Regions from separate parts of the Mus musculus genome. Here region 1 is linked to region 2. Evidence: chromatin contacts called from public Hi-C data. All regions are on one chromosome and are shown on one strand. Each heading gives the region's core, a stretch centred on a gene start, on an enhancer-like site or on the middle of the called end of the contact. The rest is flanking DNA. Distances are from core to core; before and after follow the strand shown.

Evidence for each region. A called contact is a pair of places that touch in the nucleus more often than the background predicts.
Region 1: a Hi-C map of liver shows a contact between it and region 2, with 6 times the contacts expected there. The contact joins the enhancer-like site here to the promoter of Hgd in region 2. A contact is called at or near these places in 3 of 39 promoter capture datasets (the 3T3-L1 cell line and liver) and 1 of 484 Hi-C or Micro-C datasets (liver).

The regions. Positions count from the first base shown.
Region 1 is chr16:38,283,785-38,290,323 of GRCm38.p6, forward strand. The region is part of intron 1 of Nr1i2 (nuclear receptor subfamily 1, group I, member 2); the gene reads right to left. Among named protein-coding and RNA genes, the nearest start is that of Nr1i2, 7.8 kb to the right of the region's middle. Within about 2 kb of position 3,802, at least 16 of the 459 cell types and tissues checked have an H3K27ac peak or open chromatin away from gene starts, as enhancers often do. A contact at or near this core is called in liver, where this site is marked.
Region 2 is chr16:37,578,483-37,584,971 of GRCm38.p6, forward strand. It overlaps Hgd (homogentisate 1, 2-dioxygenase), which reads left to right and starts at 1,671. Exons shown (of 14, transcript NM_013547.3): 1 at 1,671-1,854. The coding sequence starts at 1,840.

The sequences.
Region 1 (6,539 bases), core at 2,552-5,051, 710 kb after region 2:
TGGGGAATCCCACCCCAGGAAAACAACGCTACACTGGCTTGGTGGATCAGTTCTTGTAATTTTAGCACTCAGGATGCTGAGGCACTGGGGATTACGGGCTTGAGTCTAGTCTAACTTACACTGAGAGTTCCAAAAAACTCTGAGATGCACAGAGCAAGAGAGAGACTGTGTCTCAAGAAATGGACAAATGAGTAAAATGAACGGAAGGCTATAAGTATACATATAGGTACCGAAGAGGATATTGCATTTATGAGGGAAAAATGAAAAGAGAAGTCATTGGAAATTACAAGTGTTAGGAAAGATGAATCAAACATCACAAAACCCTGAAAAATAATGTAACACTTAAACCAATCATGTAGCTCATTCGTCTGATTGTGCTTGGAGAAAGAGCCCTTCTGAGGACAAGGGCCAAGGAAAGACGAAAGAATGGCTTTCTTTCTAACCCCGTCAGAAGAAGGCAATTGCATGAAGGGACAGTGGTGTCACATGTGAGTGTCCATAACCCCCCCCCCCCCCCGTGCCTCATCCCTGTATGGGGGATTATTACAAACTGCCCAGCCTGAACCTGCAGGAGGCTGCCCAGTAGCCTTCCCTTTTGCTCCTCTGCCCACCCCAGAGGGCTTCCAATGGGACCAGGGTCAGACTTGTGGGAAAAAGAAGTATTTGGGGGTCTTTTTGGAGCACGTGAGGGATGGTGGGATTGTCCCCTAGGGACAAGTGGCCTGCTGACTCATTCCGCTGCTGTCCTACTGAGTGTGGGCATCAAACTCCCATGGAGACAGAGCACCATTAAAGGGCTGACTGCTTTGATTTTACCTACAGATTGCCATAATCAAAGGCATTAAATAAAACATTGGGGAAAATAATAAGAAATGAAAACAAACTGGCAAACTGTTCTTTTCCCACAGGGCTGCCACTGCAGATTGGAGATTTGTTACACTAGGCTCTGTAGCACGTTGGGGGTGCCTATGTGGCATCATACAGGGTCACACCCACCAGCTTCCAAGAGGACAACAGGCTGCAAGCAGAAGAGAGAGCAAACAGAGTAATGTGTGGGCCAGAACCATTTGCAGGAAGTGAATGGACTGTTATCTAACCACTTTAATAGTGTCCTCCAAGTTGCAGGAAATTGAACAGAAAAAAAAATTATGATCATTACGTGGCACGCCTTTAAAAACAAACCCAAACCCCAGAAACCTAGAAGTACATCACTTGCCAAAAGGGACCAGAAAAGATGTTCAGCCTCTTTATAATCATTAGAAAAAATTGCAAATCAAAGCTTTAACACAGTACTGCCCCGAGTTTGTTAGGATGGTAGCTATCTCAGCAGATAAAAGACATTGGCAATGGTGCAAGGCAACCAAGGTCCTTGTGACCTGCTGGTGCAGTGTGAAATGGTACAGCCAGTATTTTAAAAATAAATGGCACGATAGTTCTCAAACAATGAATAATGGAGTTAATATATTATCCGCTTCTAGGTCTAAGTAAAGACAACTGAGGTTGGAGTCTTGAAGAGACGTTTCCACAGCCTTGAGCACAGTAGCTTTGTTCAGCAGACCCAAAAGGTGGACGGAATTCATGTCATCACCAGATTGATGGTGGGCCTCTGAGGATTTGCCTTTAGTGGTAGAGCCCTTGCCTCAATTGTACAGGGCTCTAGGGAACACCCTTAGCATCACCAGGAACACTAATGATCCCTTCGGAGAACTGACCAACAAAAGGATGAAGTACTAGCTAACCCCTAAAAGGAAGTCAGTCCTACAATCCTACAATGGGCTATCATGTGTTATAGTACCATGTACTGTAAGGTGCTACCGTGTGCTATAGTACCGTGTGCTGTAAGGTGCTACCGTGTGCTATAGTACCATGTACTGTAAGGTGCTACCGTGTGCTATAGTACCGTGTGCTGTAAGGTGCTACCGTGTGCTATAGTACCGTGTACTGTAAGGTGCTACCATGTGCTATAGTACTGCGTGCTGTAAGGTGCTACCGTGTGCTATAGTACCGTGTACTGTAAGATACTACTGCTTTGAGGACAGTATGCTAAACCAAAGGCACCAACTGCCAAACAAACCATGTGTGGTTTTTCTTTAAGTGAGACGAACACATAGCCAGACTCAATGAAACAGCAAGCATTTAAATAGCTGCAGGGGAAAGGAATGGGAGGCGCTTCATGGACACACAGATCTGATGTCACAGGATGACGAATCTGGAGAGGGATTGCACAACAACGTCAATACGCTTCCCATTACTGAACCACACTAAATTGTTAAGGGCAGATTCAGGGAGAAGGGCAGTCATTGCCCTCAGTTTGTGTACCCCCGATGACCCTACCAGGTTCCAGTGCGTAGTTCCAATCTCATGGCCAAATAGACAGCCCTGGTTAAACTAAATGGGCCACAAAGCCAAACCTGAAAGATATGTCTCTGGGAAAGGGGCCGACAGGGATGGGGGGGCGTTCCTGGGGAGGGAAGGAAATAAAAGACAGGTTAGGACGGGGAATAAAATATGTTATATGCATATATGAAATGTGAACAAACAAAACTGAGGGTGTGGCTCTGTGTAGAGGTTTGCCTACCATGAGTGACACCCTGAGTTCAAATGTAGCATTGTTAAAAACCCAGAAATTATTATAATAAAAATGTATGAGTATGTTTAACCTTATTTAAATGTAAAAAAAAAAAGGAGAAGGTGGAGGAGAGGGAGAGGAGGAGGAGGAGAAGGAGAAGGAGAGGAAAAAAAAAAAACCCTTTACAAGGAAAATCTATATATTGATCTGGTTTAAGTATCCTGCCTTGTGCACAGATGGAATCGTCCAGAACAGGGAAGCCAGAGAAGCAGCCTGGAGGAGCGAGGAGCTGGAGTTCAGTGCAGAGCATGTGGGATCTACAGGCAGCCAAGGTCATCCAGCCGTTTGTATCTGAGAGGCATGGATTTTGAACTGTGTCAGAAAGCCGTGTGTGGTTGGAGCCTGGACCTTAAGATGTCCCACCTTCCTTGTTACATTGTATCCCACTGTTTACAGTAATCTAGAACTGGGCTGAACTCCAGGGACTGCTGTGCTAGCTTTAGTGAACAGCCAGTCAGTCACCTGGGAGCTTCTCAGCTGGCTCAGGTCTGGGCTCTGGGCTCTGGGCTCTGGGCTCTGGGCTCTGGGCTCTGGGCTCTGGGCTCTGGGCTCTGACAGGCTCCTTGTGGCACTGATGCTGCAGGTGTACCTGCCATTCTGGGAGAAAAGGACAGACCTTGGAAATCTGACTAACAATGGTACACAAAAGGATGTTATGGAGATGGCTGCTCTGATAGCACATCTTTCAATAGTTGCGAGAAATGCACTTTGTAACTGTTTTTTAAAACCAATATACAAAGAAATATACAAAGCCCATGAAGAGGCTGTGCAAGTGCACCGGTCTCCCAGTGAGTAGTGACTAAAAATGTCCAGTCCAGATCACTGAGACTATATGAAGGAGACTACAAAACTTGAAAAGGAGATAACAGTCTAAATGAAGGCAGAGGAGAACCGACAAAGGAACTGTGATGGTACGACAGAAACTAACGGAGACAGCAGGTTATATGCATGCCTGTATAAATGACGAAACCGCAGAGTGTAAATAAAACAAAAACCAGGGGAAAATTGTATTTGATGACCAAAGTGGGGAAGTTGAACTTACTTAGAGAACTACCAACTTTGTCTAACAAGAGGAGAAGCTTGGTAAATGTATTGGCTAACATTTACACAGGCTTTTGCTGTTTACAAAATGATTTCAAAATCATGACTTCACGTAGAGATGTCTGTGGCATGGGCAGGGCAGGGTTTATCCCCAGATGGACAGAACAAGGAATGAGGCACACTGAGGGGCTCCGAGGTGTGCCTGGGTTAGTGAAGGCGCCCAGAGGCTGGACTTCTCCCCTGACCCCACTTATGTGATAATCTGTACTTTAAATGGATAGTCACAAATTTCACGGAAGAAGATTTGTTTTGAAATGGTTTAAGTATTATAAACAAAGCACTCCTCCCCCTTAGCCCTGGTATGGAGGTGACCTCCAAAGGTCACTTAGATAGCAAACCCCAAGTCATGCATCCTAACAGAACTGAGCTGCTATCAATGAAAGCTGGCCTTTGTGCTTCCTGGCCTCAGTCAACAGATGGGAGAGGTCAGATGGCTTGTGACTGCCTGGATCTGGGTGAAAGCTGGCATGGCTGTCAGTACAAGTACACCCTGTACCCCTGCCCAGTATCTAACAGGTAACCGCGGTCTCTGACCTAGTGCCTATCTCTACGGGCATGCATGCTGCCACAACACCCATGGATTCACACTTCAACCCCTCAGAGAGACTGAGAGTTAGTTTGTGCTCCCATGGGAGCTTCAATTTGCTTCTTTGCCTCATGTTTCAGAGGGAAACTATTCTCTGCGTGTTCTGGGAGTGCCGGAGGTGTGTGGGGTGGGTGGGTGAACAGGTTCTAGGGAACAGGGTATTTTTCCCAGCCTCCTCCAAACAGACCACATGGGAGGTCCCATATGCAAAAGAGGCCTCACTGACACCCCAGGTCCAGAACCAACATCTGGAGTGGCTCTGAGACTGAGTACTGGTCATGGCAGCCCCGTCACTCCTGCTAATGTCATCCTTTCTCTATTTCTGTACCCATCCACCTTGGAATAAGCCACCTAACTGAGAAAGTCCATTCACTGCGAAGATGAAAACCCTTCAACTATTTCTCCCAGAGGCACCGAAGACTGTTGAGCTGGAAGCAGTTACAAGGGAGGAAATGCTGCCCTTTCCTGCTGATTACAGCTCGTTCGGGGAATCACAGAAACCAAAGGTCTTCTCCTTGCTACTCCCTTCTACCTCCTGCACAGACAGACAGACAGACAGACAGACAGATGCACACATGAGCGCACACACACACACACACACACATGGGAGGGGGAGGGAGGGAGGAAGGGGAGGAGAGGGGGAGTGAGACTCTAAGAGAGTCTAAAAAGCTTTGCTAAAACTCAACACCCACTCAGGATTTTTAAATTCTTGGTTAATCAGACAAGGACTTCATGAGCTCCATGCATGGCATTTTCTAGAAATCTCTATACACAGACAAGCTTCTCATTAAAGTGAAAATCCAGGTTTTATAACTAGTACCACACAGAAAGGGTTATTTCCTCCAGACCTGGAGCCTGGGATGGTACAGGGACATTGGAAGCAGAAGGGTTAAGGAGGCGTGGTAGATGAGGTCATGGCCTTCAGCATGAACCAGGATGCCCTCGGGGTCATTGCCTGCCTCGGTTTGATGCCACAGAGGCCAGCACAACAGCTCAGGGCCTCTTCTGGTGTGGCTCCAGGTGAGGTAAGAAGAAATAGCTGCGTTGAGAATTCCTGACAAACCCACAATCACACTGGCTTGAGTTCCAGTTTATGCCACGTGTGTTCCATGACTGACTCCCAAGCTAACGGTGGATCCCCTCAGTGCTGAAATCCTCTAGAGGAAAGCCGAGTCAGCCCCATGGTCAAAAAATTCCACAGAGGGGGCCAGGAAACAGGAATTTACAGCATGACATTAACCTTAGGAACAAGGCAAGAATGTTGCATTTCTAGGTGCAGCACTCCTTAGAATTCTAGCATCCAGGGCTGGGGGAGATGGCTCAGTGGTCAAGAGCACTGGCTGTTCTCCTAGGGGACCTAGGTTTGATTCCCAGTGTGTCCACATAGCAGTTCACAAACATCTGCAGTTCCACTTCCAGGGAATTCAGTGCCCTCTTCTGCCTCCGCGGACATCAGACACACACGTGGTGCAGAGACAACAGGCAGGCAAGACAACCACACCAATAAAAAGAAATCTCAAAAACCAAGCAAAGAAGTATGGTATACGGACCATTCGATAGAGCACATCAACCCAAGACTGTTCTCTGTCACAGATATTGTTCATTTTATGCATGATGGCCATGAAAAAAAAACAGTAAGAAAAAAATTAAGCTATATAAGAAAAGGAAGAGGTAAAAATCTACTGTACATAAAAAATATGACTTTCTATCTAGAAATCCCAAAGGTATCTATTGCAACCCTTAAGAGAATTTGATACAGTGCCCAGATAAAACAACTAAAAACCAAACAGATCTCCAGGAGAAAAGTTTGAAAATATGAGATCCATAGTAGGATAGGCTCAGGAGCAGGGTCTAAGAAGACAATTATTTTACTGTGGTAACAAGCGTAATGTTTCAAATGAGTCAGGGAACGATCAACCCTTTCTAGACTAATTCGTTGAAATAATCGCATGTGAACTATAAACCTAATTTTAAGTCATAAAAGTTTGCTAAAATACCTTCTTAATTCTAAAGGCTGAAAAAAAAGTCTCCTTAAATAAGCTTATCAGAGCAAGACCAAGAGCAGGAAACAAGTCCTCCTGTGTCGAGTCAATGGAAGGATGCTAGCAGTCAAACAAGTGACACAGAATATGACTCCGGCTAAATAAAGGATTAGCTCCATGTACAAGCAACAGGCTCCTTTGAATGAGGAAAATGGCTCAGTACAAGATGAGCTAAGGCTGG
Region 2 (6,489 bases), core at 421-2,920:
ATACACATATCTGTGCAATTTTTCAAGTCACTGTGTTATGTTTTTCAACATCATGTTTACCAAGATGCAGAGAAGAAAAAGGCTCCATCTCTTGACTCTTTTTATAGTGAGTCTCACTGTGTTGTTCAGGCTGGCCTTGAACTCAAAATCTTCTTGCTTCAGCCTCCCAAGCGCTGGGGTGGCAGGTGTATGCCACTGTGGCCAGCTAAAGATGCTATTGACAGAGGGAACAGTAAAGTTGTGTTCAAGGGGCACATAAGGGAGAATCTAGGCAATGTTTGTAGTTACTATGATGGTTTCTCGCTCCACCCCCTCCTTTACTCCTTCCTCTCTTTCCTTCCTCCCTCCCTCCTTCATTCCTTCTCTCTCTTTCTTCCTTCCCTCCATCCTGAGGTGTCCTACAGTAAGAAGTTACATGCCAGAGAACAGAAAAGTAAAGAGGTAAAAGGAAGCCATTTAAGCTCAAACTTCAAGATTAATCAGCAAAGAAAACCACTTTCATACTCCCCTTCTGTATGCTGAAGATCGGCCTTCAGTGGTACTCTACATCTGATTTTGGAACTAACCAATCAACCAATTGGTAGTCTCTGTGGCCTTGTATGTCCTGCCCTTCTTATCTATAGGCTCAGTGTGAATGCTTCCTATTTCTTTAACTCCAGATTTTATTGTAAAGCAGGAACAATGCTCTAGCTACTCTCTAGTGGTGTCATTCCTGTACTGGGGACTCTGTTCCAAGATGGGTCCTTTAACTCTTACAGATCAATAAGCCCTTTACTATCAGAACCCTCTAGTTGCAAAAGTCTGATTTATCATTCTCTTCTTTTTGCCCATTTGTTTACAAATTAGGATTTAGCTGCTGGAGAATCAGCTAAGTTGACTGACTCAGCTGTATTTCCTTCCTGTGCTGTCGAATCTGAGTTTGGAATAATAAAACCTACTTTGCAAAATTGTTTTTGTGGAATTAAATGAGGTAATGTCTGTGGGGGAAATCTGGCCTAGACTAGTCTCTCCGTATACGTTTCCTTCCTTGAACACCACCAGTCATAAAGTTGCTACTGTCCAGTGATAGCCATGAATGGCTAAGATAAGGGACAAGGGAGTTCAGAAGACAGCTGGACAGCAGTCTGCCTTCAGAGGAGTAAAGGCATTAGCAAACAAATGGCTAAAGAATTGTAAGCATACTGAACACATTCAAAACAAGTGACAGCAAACATCCCAGTTTACTTTAAATGCAACCAACATGAGGCTGTCAGCAGTTCATGATCTGGGAGCTGAGCTCATGCACAGGAGACAGTGGCAGAGAGCATCCAGTCCTTGTGCCCTTCTTCGGGCTGCTTGCACCAGGTCAAAGCACATTGCAGGTTTTTTTCCATGGGCACTGGATACTGGCCCTGCACCTTCCTGACCTGAGTCAGGACTAAGAGAGAATTCTCTGTTACATCTGGCAGGTGCTAACTCTTAGATAGCTTTACATCCTCTGCCTTTGGGGAAAAAAAGACTTCCTTAAAGTGGAACAAATAATTGGTCAATGTTTATATCAGGTGAAAGAGACCAGTTCCTGGGGAGGTGGAGGGAGCTCTCAGAAATGACCTGGGGTTAAAAAAAAGAAAAAAAAAAAAGGTTGTGCAAGAATTTCGATGTAAGCACATTGGACTTTCTAACTAGTTTCTAACTTGTGTGTCAGTTAAGCAACTCTGCCCTGAGTGACCTCCCGACCAAGGAAACACAGAGAACTGGTAAAAATCAACAACATCCGTCCAGAGAGGAGTTTTAAAGAGACACGGGAACATTGGTACCTCACAAACTCCTTGGCCTGGGTCTCCCTCCAGCAGAAGGGAAATGGCAGAGTTAAAGGTAAGAAACCATCTGGCTGGATTTGGATTAAGACAGGAGAGTGTTCTAGGGGAGGGGTGTCACTTAACCTGGACGGAACATCAAGCCCCAACACTAGAAAAAGAAAGGACAGAAAAGAAATGGGGAGAAAGGAAGGAAGGATGGAAGAGCTGGAATGAAGAGATGTCTGACAGGTCTATTAGCCTTCTTCAGCAAGAATGTGTGGGGTTTCCTGGTGTCAGAGTTGAAAAAGACTTGTGGGTTGGGGGCTATAGAGATGGCTTGGTGGTTAAAATACTCTCTGCTCTTCCAGAAGACCTGAGTTCAGTTCCCAGAACCCATTCAGCAGTTCACACTCCAGGTCCAGGGGCTCTGACACCCTCTTCTAGCCCTGTGGCTTCTGTAGGCTCATGTTAATGTACACACACACACACACACACACACACACACACACACACACATACACGAAGGAGCTCAGCCTAAACCCCGTGATCAGATACTGCACCACAATGGTAGTAGATGTGATTGAGCTGAGGTGACAAGCAAGAGGTGACAAAAAGCAGTAGCATCCTTGCCTTTGTTAAGTCCTAATATTGTCGTGTGGATCTGAGAACCTATTAAGAGCTCACCTTCTAAATGGATGCATGCATTTCTCCCTGGGTCTCCTTGCCCACTGCTCTCTATCATCCTTGCGGCTGCACCCTCCTGGACTGCTTCATGCCAGCCAGCTCAGTGTGCTTCATCTACTTAGCCATTTGGTAGTCCAGACTCAGCTTTAGACAGTACTTTTTATTTAGCGTGCCATTGAGAAGAATTAGTAGGCCACGTGCTACATGTGCTAGGTGTTTTAAGGGTCCATTAGCATTCTAAACCTAGTGAGTACATGCTTTTTTTTTTTTTTTTTTCTATTTTAAACCAATAAGGAAAGCAAGGTTCATAGAGACAAGGGGACTCATCCAAGGTCCCTACTGGTAAATGGTGGAGGCCGTAGTAGAAGTCAAGAGTTTGAATTGCAGGCCCCCAAAAGAGGGTTGGTGGCACCTGCTAGGTTGGACCTTTGGGTCAGGGAAAAGAAGTGTGTCCCCAGTGTCTAAAACTCTTCCTAGTGCTCAATGTATACGACCATAACTAGAATGCCCTGGCACATTGGCTCAAGCTGAGTAGGGCAGGCAGGAATTGAACATGGCCAGGAAGCCTTTCAGTAAAGGCTGGGATGGTAAACCTAGAGGGTCCCTAATTAGTAGATACCGTGAAGGTGCTAAACTCCCGAATAAGGAGTTTTTCTCCTTTGTTTTCACATCAGATTTAGAGTTAGCTTTCATTCAGTGTTAGTTTGTGACACAGCAGTCAACACAGCCTGGGAAGGGAAAAACTTCTCAAAAGAAGCTGTTACTGGGTGAAGTGACAAAGGATTAGTTAGACCAGAGGAAAGGCCTGTGTGAAGATGCATAATACACAGAAAGATCTGTGAATCCCAGGAACCTAGTATTTCAGCTGTCTTGGAGCTGCTGCACGGATGGAGGTGCCCAAGAGGGGACCGATATGTAGATGAGAATCGAGGGGGAAGTGGGCATAGATAATGGGGACCATTATGCCAGTTGAAGATGTGGAGGAAGGAGAATTCATAATAGTTTTTGTTTTCTGATGGAAATCCTAAGAGGAAGTTCATCAAGGGAGGAAACATCCTTACCATTTATAAATAAATCATATCTAAAATCCTGTCCTGCCGCAATTTTTAAGCAACTTATTATGCAAACGCTACCACATGCAAATGGCATGCTGGCCTTTGTTCTCAGTTTCAAAGGCTTGCCCAGCCTGCTGTCTAATCTCCATAAGGAAAGGTTATTTCAGAGGTCAGAAATCTAAATACAGAAAGCCAGATCAAAGCAGACCCATCCCAATCAATAAACATTATAAAAATTTAGCATCTTTCATTCCTTCCATCATTTCAATGGCTATGTCAACCTCTCGTGAAATCATATTTACATAAAATCACAGCTAGAGAAAGAAAAGTCAAAAGCTAAAACAATTGCATCATGTTTAAAATGAATTTGTTACATTCTGGACTACATCACTTCTGTTTGACCATTCCTCAAATAAAAAGCTGGTTTCACATGTGGACTTCGGGCCCCACCAGCAAACCCTTGACTCACTAGATTGGGTCTGAAATGATTCTTACTGTGAGAGGACCCATTGACCTATGGTTTCCTGTTGGGTTACACCAAATTGCCATAAACTTACTGGGTTAAAACAGCACACTCTTCCTGCACTTTGGGAAAATAGATATTTGAAATCAGTCCCACCGGGGCCAGCCTCAAACTGTGAGCATGGTTGTGCTTGTCTGGGGGGCTCTGAAGATTTCTCTGGTTTCAGTTTCTAAAGAGTCCACATTTCTTGGCTCTCAGCCCCTCCTTTATCTTCAAAGCCCCTCCTTTATCTTCAGATCTCTGTAGATTACCTTCTACCTTGGTCCTAACAAAACATGTGAGATTACATTTCGAGTGCACTCAATCTAGAATCTCACCACCCCCAAAGCTGCTTCTGTATTTCTATCTGCAAAAGGAATACATCTGTTCACCTTTCCAAGTTCATTCCAAGTTATGTTGGAACAACTGGAAAACTACCTCAGGCCTTGGGTGAGGCAGCCAGAGGTCAGGGAGCCCTTCCTTAGACTCCTTCTCAAAGAATGGAGACCAGAGAAGACAGAGTAACAAGGGTGACAGAGACCAGGGGAAGAACTGGCTGCCTCTAGTCAGGTTCTTAGTGACATGGGCATGAAAACTGCATTTGACCCCATGACATGAGCCTCCAGGGAAAAATGTCTGCTCTTCCTCCTCAGGCCAACCCAGGAAGATAGAATTAGCTGTGAGAAGATACTTTCTAAACTTCACACTCAAAGGCTGTTCTGCGCAGCCCCATACTCAGGGAAAGGTATTTGAGATGAGATGGCTAACTACGTCTTTGACCATGAATTTACCTTCTAGGGACAGGTACTTGACTTTACTGTCACTAACTGACCTCTTAGCTTTCTGGCCAGTTTAAACTCTGCTTTGTTTCCTTTACCTGACAATTGTGAGCCCCAAGTCCCTTGGCTGGTCCTTTTGTCTCATTTTTTGTCTTTAGTCCCAAACAAGGTGTTGGGTAGCGCAGGATGGCCCTGAGCTCATTGTGGAGAGGAATGACCTGTCCCTTTTCTTCTTGCACCTCCCAAGTACAGAGATCACCGGCTGAGCCACCCACTTGGCTCCTGGTTCATTGTTAACTAAGCGTCTTGAGGATGGTTTGTCAGGAGGTTGAGGTTTCAAAGTTCTAGGCCTATTTAAATATAAGTCTACTCAAAGCCTGACTCTTAGTTTCAGGCATTAAAAAAATAAGACACAATGATCATTTCACACCATTACTCAGCCTGCAACAGCAACGTTCAAATTTCCCTAAGAACCTAGTTAGCAGAAGACATAGATCCTTTCAGTTTTTTTTTTAAGAGGAGCCCTAGGCTTGCCCCCCTCCTCTCTACCTCCCGCCCCCATGCTTGTCTCTATTTCCAGAACACCCAGTAAAAGGAAACAAGGTGCCCATGTGCTCCCCCCCTCAGGTGTTACCTGGAACCTGACTTCGAACCTCTTTAAATGAGTCTGCTAAGTACATCACATCCTGGGGACCAGGGGAGAATGGAAAAGCTGTGTGCCAGTGAACTGCTAAAGAAGTGAATGTACCCAAGCCACGTGGGCCCCTGAAATGCATTCTTTCATTTAGCAAGTGTGCATATGATTCTCTTGGGAAGAAAAAAGATCGTATTTTTATATAGCATCAAATTATTCAGGAATCTGAGCTGAAGGAAACATAAACACGCTCGCTTAATGTCAGGGTTTTGTTTTGTTTTGTTTTGTTTTGTTGCGGAAAGTGCATCTTTACATAAGCCCAGAGGCAGCTGGAGTGCAGCTTGGGTTTCACAGCTGATAAACCCAGAGTTCAGATTCTGTCCTTGGACTCCGAAGCCTTGAGACAGCAGCTGCAAAACACAGCTCCCTCCACTGCGAAGCCTCCGGCGGCAAAAAGCCTCATCTAAAAGCTCTTACAGACGCCTCTCTAATTTTGCTCCTGGAGGGTTAGGAAGACCGACCATCTAATGGTGACTCAGCAGCTGCCACCTGCTTTTTAAGCTAGTGCACTTCCAGGAGGCAGGGGGAACAAGGATTCAAAATTGCTCCGTCCCACCTTCCCTTCCTCCCCTAAACTCTTCCCCTCAGAGCTTTGGGTGGCTGCCTTCCCAACCGACAGCTGTTCTTTCTGTATTCTTTTCCTTTTTCCTTAGAGGACAGCCTTAATCAAATGCTTTAGAATCACTAACTCTCGTTTTCTTCGTTTCGAACGCGCCTCTAACCTCTGTTCAGAGGCCAGCGGTTCCAAAGAGCAGGCAAGGTTAATCAGTAAAATCCACCCCAGCCTGCCAGAAAGCTCAGCTGGCCCGGACAGCGCTCAAACCTCCCTTCTTCCCTGCGGATAGGAACAAAGCCGCCGCCCAACAAAAGAGAGGGCTCTGTCATCCTCCGCGGCTTCTGTCGCCGCTGATCTACAATTCTGTTCACAGAACTGAAGATAATTTGAGGTCATTACTGAGTCTCAGCAGCTCGAATTCAGTCCTGTTGGTGGTGAGCA